Regions from separate parts of the Danio rerio genome. Here region 2 is linked to region 1. Evidence: chromatin contacts called from public Hi-C data. All regions are on one chromosome and are shown on one strand. The core of a region is the stretch at or near the end of the contact, and the rest is flanking DNA. Distances in the headings are between cores, read along the strand shown.

What was found. Hi-C and Micro-C count contacts between places; a contact is called where the count stands out from the background.
Region 2: a Hi-C map of hematopoietic stem cells shows a contact between it and region 1, with 4 times the contacts expected there. The contact joins the promoter of taf6l here to the promoter of men1 in region 1. A contact is called at or near these places in 1 of 18 Hi-C or Micro-C datasets (hematopoietic stem cells) and 2 of 4 datasets of contacts at active chromatin or transcription factors (caudal fin and embryo).

The regions. Positions count from the first base shown.
Region 1 is chr7:17,681,639-17,686,584 of GRCz12tu, reverse strand. It overlaps men1 (multiple endocrine neoplasia I), which reads left to right and starts at 1,970. Exons shown (of 10, transcript NM_130953.1): 1 at 1,970-2,023.
Region 2 is chr7:17,922,892-17,927,837 of GRCz12tu, reverse strand. It overlaps taf6l (TAF6-like RNA polymerase II, p300/CBP-associated factor (PCAF)-associated factor), which reads right to left and starts at 3,022. Exons shown (of 11, transcript NM_001199722.1): 1 at 2,608-3,022; 2 at 645-731; 3 at 414-564; 4 at 285-335. The coding sequence starts at 2,754.

The DNA of each region.
Region 1 (4,946 bases), core at 721-3,220:
TGTGTTTTCATGCAGTTTGTGCAGGGATGTGTAAACGTAACATTCTGTAGTCCATTTAGTGATCTTCCTAAATTTGTTCCTTCCTTCCTTTTTTCCTTCTATTGTTTGTTTGTTCTGTCCTTCATTAATTTGTTTGTTTCTTCCTTCATTCCCTCCTTAATTCGTTCACTGATTCATTCATTCTTTTGTTCCTTTCTTTATTTGGTTATTTGTTCATTCATTCAATCGTTCATTCCTTTCTTCCTTAGTTGTTCAGTCCTTTCTTGATTGCTTCCTTCATTCATTTGGTCCTTCCTTCCTTCATTAGTTCAGTCCTTCCTTTCTTTCCTTGTTCGGCCCTTCCTTCATTTGACCCTTCCTTTCATTCTTCATTTGTTCCATTTAGTGATTGTTTAGTGCTGTTTGGCAATTTCAGTCATCATGCAGTCGACATCCTTCATTTTCTCATCAGTGACATGCCGTCTATAAACACTCTCTGGTTCATAGCGTATGAAGATCTTCTTGGACATTTGTAATGCTTCCAAACGGTTTGCTGCATTTATAAAGCAGCCATATCTTGATGTTGTTCAGTAGGATGTGATTTACTTTCTATGTGGGATTTGATTAGACGGGAAATACAGAACTGATTTTCTACTCAGCCAGTACCCATAGATAAGAAAAAATAAAGTAGTGACTCCAGGTTAAAGTTTTTTGCTAGATCAGATCCAGTATGCTTGCGGCCGGAAGTTAACAAGAATTATTTATTCATTTTCTTTTCGGCTTAGTCCCTTTGTTAATCCGGTGTCGCCACAGTGGAATGAACCACCAACTTATCCAGTACGTTTTTACGCAGCGGATGTCCTTCCAGCTGCAGATTCCAGATCTCTGGGAAACATCCACACACTCCTTCACACTCATACACTACGGACAATTTAGCCAACCCAATTCACCTCTACCACATGTCTTTGGAATGTGGGGAAAAGCGGAGCACACGGAGGAAACCCACGCGAACGCAGGGAGAACATGCAAACTCCACACAGAAACACCAACTGACCCAGCCGAGGCTCGAACCAGCGACCTTTTTGCTGTGAGGCGACAGCACTACCATCTGCGCCACTGGGTCGCCTGAGATTTATTTATATTATTTATTAAATTTCCTACTTATTGTATTAAATTAACGTCTACCCCCACCCTAAACCCAACCGTCACAGTAATGTTAAAACAGTAGTAGTACTGAGTATTATTTATGCTATCTATTAAATTACCTATTAAATTTTAGTTTTTAACGCCGGCTATCCCCACCTCAACCCTAAACCAAACCGTCATAGTACTGTTAAAATATTAATTATTGTTAGGCCTATATAGTGTCATAAAAAAGGCTGGTATTGATGTGCATATCGCACTTCCAGCCGACCGCATATGCGATCTAGACTTTACCCAGGTTGAAGGAAAATAGTGGAGTAAAAGTACCAATACAGCACAAAAGAGGGACTCAAGGGGAAGTATACAAATTTAAAACTAACGTTACTTAGTAAATTACAATTCCTGAGAAAAACTACTCAATTACAATGATTTGAGTATTTGTAATTTGTTACTTTACACAACTGCTGGCACAAAATCAAAAGTAATCCAAAGGTAATCCAAGTAGCGTAAGTAAAAGTAATCCAAAAACATTATTGACTAAATGACATGGTAAGTTGAAAATCAGCAAGCAACAGACTAACGTTACGCTTTGGAAGTAATTTAGTCAATACACACCAATGAATGTAAGGTGCACACCCTACTTTCGTCTCCAAACACTGGCGGTGATGTAGCAAAAACTGGCTCGCCAACCGTCATTAATAGCAACGATGACACTACTACATTTCCCAAAATGCTTTTAGAACCCGGAAGTGATCTGTGAACAATAGGATTGCCCGGTTCAACGTTTTGACGTAGGAGCAGACTGTTTACGTCTCTGGCGTTTTGTAGAAGCTTCTGTCCTTTGACTGCGCGGCAAAAGCAAGGAGCAAAACAAAAGCATGTGGATGTAATTTCAACAAAGGTATGTTTTGTGGATGAAACAACGCATCGCGTTATTGTTTAGAAAGCAAGGCTAGAACAATATGTTTAATTCAAAACGCCCTCTAACCTAGAAAAACACCAGAAGCTGATATTTTGTGCAAGCTAGTTAACGTTAGCTGCAGCAGCATCATGCAGATGTCCACACAGGCGCACATGGGTTGCTGTTGCGCTGTTTTCATTGCTCAAAAATTCATGCACTGGGTCGTTATTGATAGCATCTTGCATGGCATTCTTTTATTATGTCTGAATACTGGTTGTTTAAATGTAACTCTTGGTATCAGTGGAGTATACTGTAACTTACCTCGAGCTTATGCTTGAGGTAAAACGTTCAACCTGTCTAATGTCAACTCTAGCCAATCCAAAAGCTTTATTTTGGATTTGACAGCTAATTAATCCAATTTAATGTTAAGTTTTACATTTGGGACATCAAGTGTGGCTATACACGTGTCTTTGGGGATTTCCCTAAGTGACCACTTGGCATCCTTTGAGCCAGCAAGTACACACTTTAAATATTTGTCTATTTTATTTGCTGTGCTTTAAATCAGGGTCAGAAATGACCCAATAATGGCACCAGAACTGATTTTCAAAAAACATTTTAATCTTTGCTGAATCTTGCATGTCATTCACAGTATGTTTTATTGTGTTTCCAGGTGGAATATTTGCACAATATCATACTTATATGTGTCATTTTAAATACTGTGTAAAATACACATAAAACACTAAATAAATGTAATGCCTTCAAATTGTAATCAATTTAGTTTGTGCAGGGACATACATTGACCCAGAACCTTTATTTTGGCATTTTTAAGTTTCCTTTAAATTCTAACCTTGCAGTGTAAGTAACATTTCTAAATACACAAATGAAAATATTGGCTTCGAATTTCGTGCTATATTGTGCTAGATCTGTTCTATGGTAATGTCAAGTGTGTGTACTATTTTTTTTCTTAGTGTTACAGTCTAGTATGCAAAGAGTAACTCCTGCCCACTTTATCAGACACTGGTAAAATGAGATAAGACGCATTGTTTGTATCTACAGAACACAATGAGGGAGGGAATACATTGGTCTGCTGTATTTTGATTAAACCTGATATATGGGTGTCACCTAAATTAAAAACTGTTGCAGTGAAGCATGTAATCATACTTTGCTGTTCTGGTACGTTAAACATAATATTTGTGTATATTCAGGGTATCCGTGGGATCTTGTCAATACACACCTCAGGGCTGGGCGATATGGGCAAAATATCATATCTCCTGGAATTTTTAAGAGGAATGACGGTATACGATATATATCCGGAATTTTCCCATAAATGGTTACTTGAGAGTTAAGGCCTTTATTAAAAGTTTATTAAACATTTTTAAACTAAATATAATTCAAACACAGGGGGTTCTCCCGCTGTTTACAAATAAACAGCTGCAGAAAAAAATAACAGCTGCACAAAATCTTTAATATATAAAATACAGTGCAGGTTTTTCTCCTGCTTAAAAATGTTGCACAATATTTTAAATTATAAAAAAAATCTTTGATAAATAAAAAACAGTACAGGGTTTGTCAGTAGTCAGCACTACTGTGCAAATAACAAAATAAACAGAACTGTAGAAAACAGAGCTACATTGTCAGAGCAAAAAAGGAACACACTTAAATAGTAACACAACAAAAAGTCTTGTAGGATAAAAAATCTCCACTTAACACCTGCTTGATGGAGATTAAAGCCTGGATGCAACAAAACTATCAAAAATTAAACAGCTCCAAGACTGAGATTTTACTTATCGGCACACCCTCTAATGTTAAGAGATGTGGCAATCTCAAGTTAACAGTTGATGAATTTCTTTTAACTCCTTCTATGCAGGTGCGAAATCTTGGTGTCCTCTTTAATGCTCAGCTTAGCCTCAAACCTCATTTTAAACAGTTAACAAAAACTGCATTTGATCACTTGCGCAACATTGCCCGCATCCGTCCTTTTCTCTCAACACCAGATGCTGAAAAGCTTGTCCATGCTTTTATTACGCCTCATTTAGATTTTTGTAACTCTTTATTTGGGGGTCTGCCAGCCAATTCACTTAAGATCTTACAATATGTTCAAAACTCAGCAACACGTGTGTTAACCCACACATCATCTCGCACTCACATTACTCCTGTTCTTCAGCAGTTACACTGGTTGCCTGTAAAGTCACGCATCGATTTTAAAACCTTGATTTTAACTTACAAAGCTGTTCATGGTTCTGCACCTGATTATATATGTGACCTGATATCAACCTCCTCATCCTCTCGCAATCTACGTTATGCTTCGGGGCTCACCTTGAATCAGCCCCGTTGCAAACTTAGCAGCATGGGAGGCAGGGCTTTCTCTTATCGTGCACCTAAATTGTGGAATGCTCTCCCCACAAACATCAGAAACGCCAGTTCCCTGGACTGTTTTAAGAAACTTCTTAAAACTCATCTTTTTATTATTGCTTATAACTTATGAAGCCTTCTTTTAATATGTATATTTTTATCATTATTATCATTCTTACTTTTTTGTGTATTTCATGTTCTTCTGTGTGTTGATACTCTTGTTAGAGCTTTGAGTTTGAGAAAAGCGCAATGTAAATAAAATGTATTATTATTATTATTATTATTATTAAAAGAACCACATTGAATGTAAATATGAAACGCACAGTATTTTATTTCACAATCACAGTGTTGTTATTAGTAATCCTGTATACCACACTTGTGTGATTTACAAACAGCAATTAAATTAGCTGTATATGTTTTTAAGTTACACATTTACATGTATGTATAGTGCACAATTATTAAACAGTACACACATCAAAGATATCTAAGTTTTTCACTCCATGTAAAAAATCCTACACCTTTTTTGTTGTTGTTTTGACTAAACTTGTTTTACTAAATATTAAACAAAGAG
Region 2 (4,946 bases), core at 1,773-4,272, 240 kb before region 1:
GACAGACAGACAGACAGACAGACAGACAGACAGACAGACAGACAGACAGACAGACAGACAGACAGACAGACAGACAGACAGACAGACAGACAGACAGACAGACAGACAGACAGACAGACAGATAGATAGATAGATAGATAGATAGATAGATAGATAGATAGATAGATAGATAGATAGATAGATAGATAGATAGATAGAAATTGCAGTTTTTTTTCTTGGTTTATTGATCATAATACAGATGTTGCTGTATTTCATTGTTGTAATGAAATATTTTTGAAGTTCACCTGTGCCTTGAGGTTCTAAATTCCCTTTCCCATCAAGATATGACACATGTACTGCAAATGAGGAAAACAAAATTAGTCATTCTTAAAATGAAATGATACAAATTTTCCTAATGACTAAACCACTCTCACCTCGAACCATCGTCTCTGCACAGCCTTTGGGTATGTTGGTTGCAAGTGCCAACTCCACCAGATTTATCTCCCGATCCTCTACATAGAAAAGTTCTCCTTCCTTTAGTGGACGGAAAGGTAAGGCGTCTTGTGCACCATAGCCGCAAACGGTCTAGAAAACATCCAGATGTTAAAGAGTCACAATGAACACCATTAATATGCATATTATTAACAATGCACTCAAAGCTATACCTCAGTATTGCTCCATCGCAGGGCTCTGTTGAAGTCTTCCACACTCAGTTTCCGTCTCTTCGCATGTCTCATGAACTGTGAGCTGTTCTGTGGGTGGAAAAGCAGATTAAATGTATAGCCTTAAGGTTTTGTTTTTATAACAATGTCTAACAATACCATTTCCTGCTAATGCTTTATAAGAATAAAATGACATATATGAAAAAATATAAACCTAAAAAAGTCACAGTCTAAAATGTATTGAATGTGTTCACACAGGGTATACAATCTGTTTTGATACTTTTTTGAATTTGAGGGAGATGTTCTTCCACTTTGTTAGAAGTTAGTTAGTGGTAGTGTTAGTGGTGTTCCCGGTAAAAAAAGAAAAGAAAATTACAGTATCAAATTAACAAAGAAGTTTCATTGTTATTTTACTATCCAAAATCTTTGTTATTTGTTGTTTGTTTGTAAAGACATTACCTACTAGTTATTGGATATTATTGTTCAACATAAAAACAAATAAATAAATAAAACAGGTTCGGAACAAGTAAAAGGTGAGTTAATGGTCACAGAATGTTCAGTTTTGGATGAGCTGTCCTTTTAATGGGGAGTACAGTGAATTTAGGGAGAAATATCCTTTAATGTGTATACTATAGGCTATTTTATTTAGGGATGCTAACGATTACTTGATGATTGACTGATTGTCAATATCCCTTTATATAATAGACCTTATCAATGACTGATTTAACATAAAAAAATAAATGTTTTTCTCACTTTAATTTTTTTTCTTGCTTCTAGTCCAAAGGCCTACATACTAAAACAAAGTTCTACATTTTTAGTATAGTTAAGGTCAGAATTATTAGCCCCGCTTTGAACTTTTTTTTCTTTTTTTAAACATTTCCTAATGATGTTTAACAAAGCAAAGAAATTTTCACAGTATGTCTGATAATTTTTTTTCTTATCTTATAGTCCTATTTGTTTTATTTCAGCAAGAGAAAAACCAGTTATTAATTTTTTAAGGTCCAAATTTTTAGCAACTTTAAGCTATTTTTTTTTTTTTATCTACAGAACAAACCATCGAAATACAATTACTTGCCTAATTACCCTAACCTACATAGTTAACCTAATTAACCAAGTCAAACCTTTAAATGTCACTTTAAGCTGTATAGAAGTGTCTCGAAAAATATCAAGTAAAATATTATTTACTGTCATCATGGCAAAGATAAAATAAATCAATTATTATTAGAAATGAGTTATTAAAACTTTTGTTTAGAAATGCATTGAAAAAAAAAAAAAACAGAAATTGGAGGAAAAAATAAACAGGGGGACTAATAATTCTGACTTCAACTGTGTGTGTGTGTGTGTGTGTGTGTGTGTGTGTGTGTGTGTGTGTGTGTGTGTGTATATATATATATATATATATATATATATATATATATATATATATATATATATATATATATATATATACATACACACACACACATCAGTGCAAACTACAAAGCAAAGCAGGTCCACATACAGATATGGACAAAATGGTTGGTGCCCTTTAACTGAAGAAAGCCCCACAGCAGTCACTGAAATAACTTGAAACGGATAAAAAAAAAATCAATAATCACAAAATAGGTGAAAATAAACAACAAGTTTTGTTCATGTCTGTATAAGCTTTAAATCATTGAGGTAAAGTTGGTTTTATATTCGCTAATTTTAACGGTCCTCATGATTAACTTTACTTACCACGCTATTGGTCTGAAATCGCAGTCAAGTATGACTTCATTCAAAAAAACATTAGCAACATTCAATTGGCTCTGAAGAATGTTATACTTTAATAGTCACATTTTGATAGTCATTAATTGATTTCCCCATTTATAATTTACAAATAATACTTTTATAAAATGACATTATTAATGAGAAAGTCTGAATGTGGAAATATAAAACCAACTGCAGCCCAGTAACGTTAATGAAAAGATGAACTGGTATATGTGACCTGTGTGGCCTCCCTGAGCCGGTAGCACACATCCTCGGCCAGCAGACCCGCCAGTTCCTCGCTGAGCTCCACTCCGGCGCTCTCCGCCATCAGTTTGACGGACTCCCGGGGCACTTCAGCGAAGCGCCGTTCCTCCCTCTCGGTCATCTTCACGTTAGAACTAAAGATGCTGCGGATTAACGTCAGACCCGCGTAACACCAGCCTCTCCTTATTACTCCTCGCAAGGCTGCGTTAGCATAACAAACTGGGGCTAAAAACACGCATCGTACCTTCTTATTGTCAACCGGTGCTGAGTGGGCTCATAAATGTCATTTATTTTCTGATTTACAGCATTGTTGTGAGTACGTTAGCACAAGATGCTAAACTCTTCCGACAACACACTGCTGAACTTGAGGAGGGTGTCCGATTGGCTAAGAACTCCGCGCATGCGCAGTTTTGTTTGTTTTCTGTGGCGCGGAGTTTTCGCTTCAGATAGTTTGCCATTTATATTAGCATCAAGTGTTCTACATGTCTGATTTCACACACGCTGTATTATTTAATAATAATGGAAAAACATTTCAGCCAAACTGCCAATGTGAACTGCAAAATTCAAGGCCTTCAACTGTCTGTATTAAAATGTAAAGCCGCCATTTAGGGTACAAATATGTATTTGCAAATATATTAAAAATACAAAAATATATTTGCGAACCCTGCTGAAAAAACTGCTTATACCAGCCTAGGTTGGTTGGCTGGTTTTAGCCGTCTTAGCTCAGACTGGGAGATGACCAGCCTAGTCAGGCTGGAAGGCCAGCCAAGACCAGCTAAAACCAGCCTGGTCAAGCCTGGTTCCTGGAAAAAAATATACAGGTCTATCAAAGTAACAAAGAAGTTTCATTGTTATTTTACCACCAGAAATCCTTTTGTCATTTTTGTTTGATTGTAGTTGTCTGTGTGAAACTGATTGATTGCAGGCCTCCATGATATATAAGCAAAAAAGCTAAATTCAAAATAAACGCACTGTGTATCACATTATAGCATGCTTTAATGCTTACCTACAAAGTTTTGTTTTAATGTTGTAAAATATAAATGAAAGAAAGAAGATAAAATAAAGAATGAATCCCATATTAATATAGGCCTAGCATACAATTTTAAAACTGTTTAAATGGAGAGCTATTTTCTGCAGAAACATACGAAAAAGCTATGAAGTTTTCAACAGTTCGAAGCTATTCAAAGCAATAAACAGATGCACACATTATTTTATAGGAATGCTAAATATTTAGACAGAATTCATGCTTGTGCACGTCAAATAAAAGCCAAAACTTTAGTTTAGTCAGAGACTTTCTGAAATAACAGAACCCATCAACACATTGAGGTTGGATTACTCACACATTCAGACGTTCTCCTTAATAATGTAATTTCAGAAAAAGTATTCTTTGCAAAGTCTAAACGATGAACTCATATTAGCAGCCAATCACTATCAAAGCACAACATTGCTCACAGTCAAATAAATAGTGCTAATGTTGTTTTCAGGTCATGCTTACATGTGATTTCAGACTGACTATTCAAAGTATCTTGCTAAACAATATAGGGAGCATTTCACAAGTTATCACTGAATGAATGTGCAAATATAAAACCAACTTTACCTCAATCATCAACATACCTAGTGGTGGTTCTAGCTTAAATTGCACCCTGGGCGAATCACCCCCATATACACAATATTAAAAATATTTATATTTATTATAAATAAAATTATTATTAATATTATCATTATACAATTATTATATTAAAATAATTAACAGAAAACAATCCTAAATATAACTGGAAAATGATGCAAAGACAAAACTGGAGTGATAAACTAAGATCACTTAAGAATTTGCATATAGCCTATAATTATCTGTTCATCTTGTTCATCATGACTCAAGGCCGAGAATTAATGTTATTAAGTCTTACATCCCCAACTCTATCCCTCATTTTTGCTTCTAGCCATGCTTAGACAAAATAAGATCATCATCATATTATAGAAGCCTATATGGCTGTAAGCAGAAATGAGTCGGGAAAGTAAGACTTAATAACATTAACAACTTGCAAAACTCGCTGTGTGTCAACATCTCATTCATTCATTCATTTTCTTGTCGGCTTGGAAAAAATCTTGTACAAATGATCTGTCAGTAGCAGTTAATGATGCTCATTCTTCCTGCCTGCCCCCTTTTAAAGTTTTTCAAGTGCTTTATTTTGGTCAATAATATGTTCAATGTACACTTTTGGACCAATGTTAATGTATTTTAAAGCCTACTTTCCCTAAGCTGGTTTTAGTTGGTTGAACAGCCTGGTTTTAAATCATTCATTCATTCATTTGCTC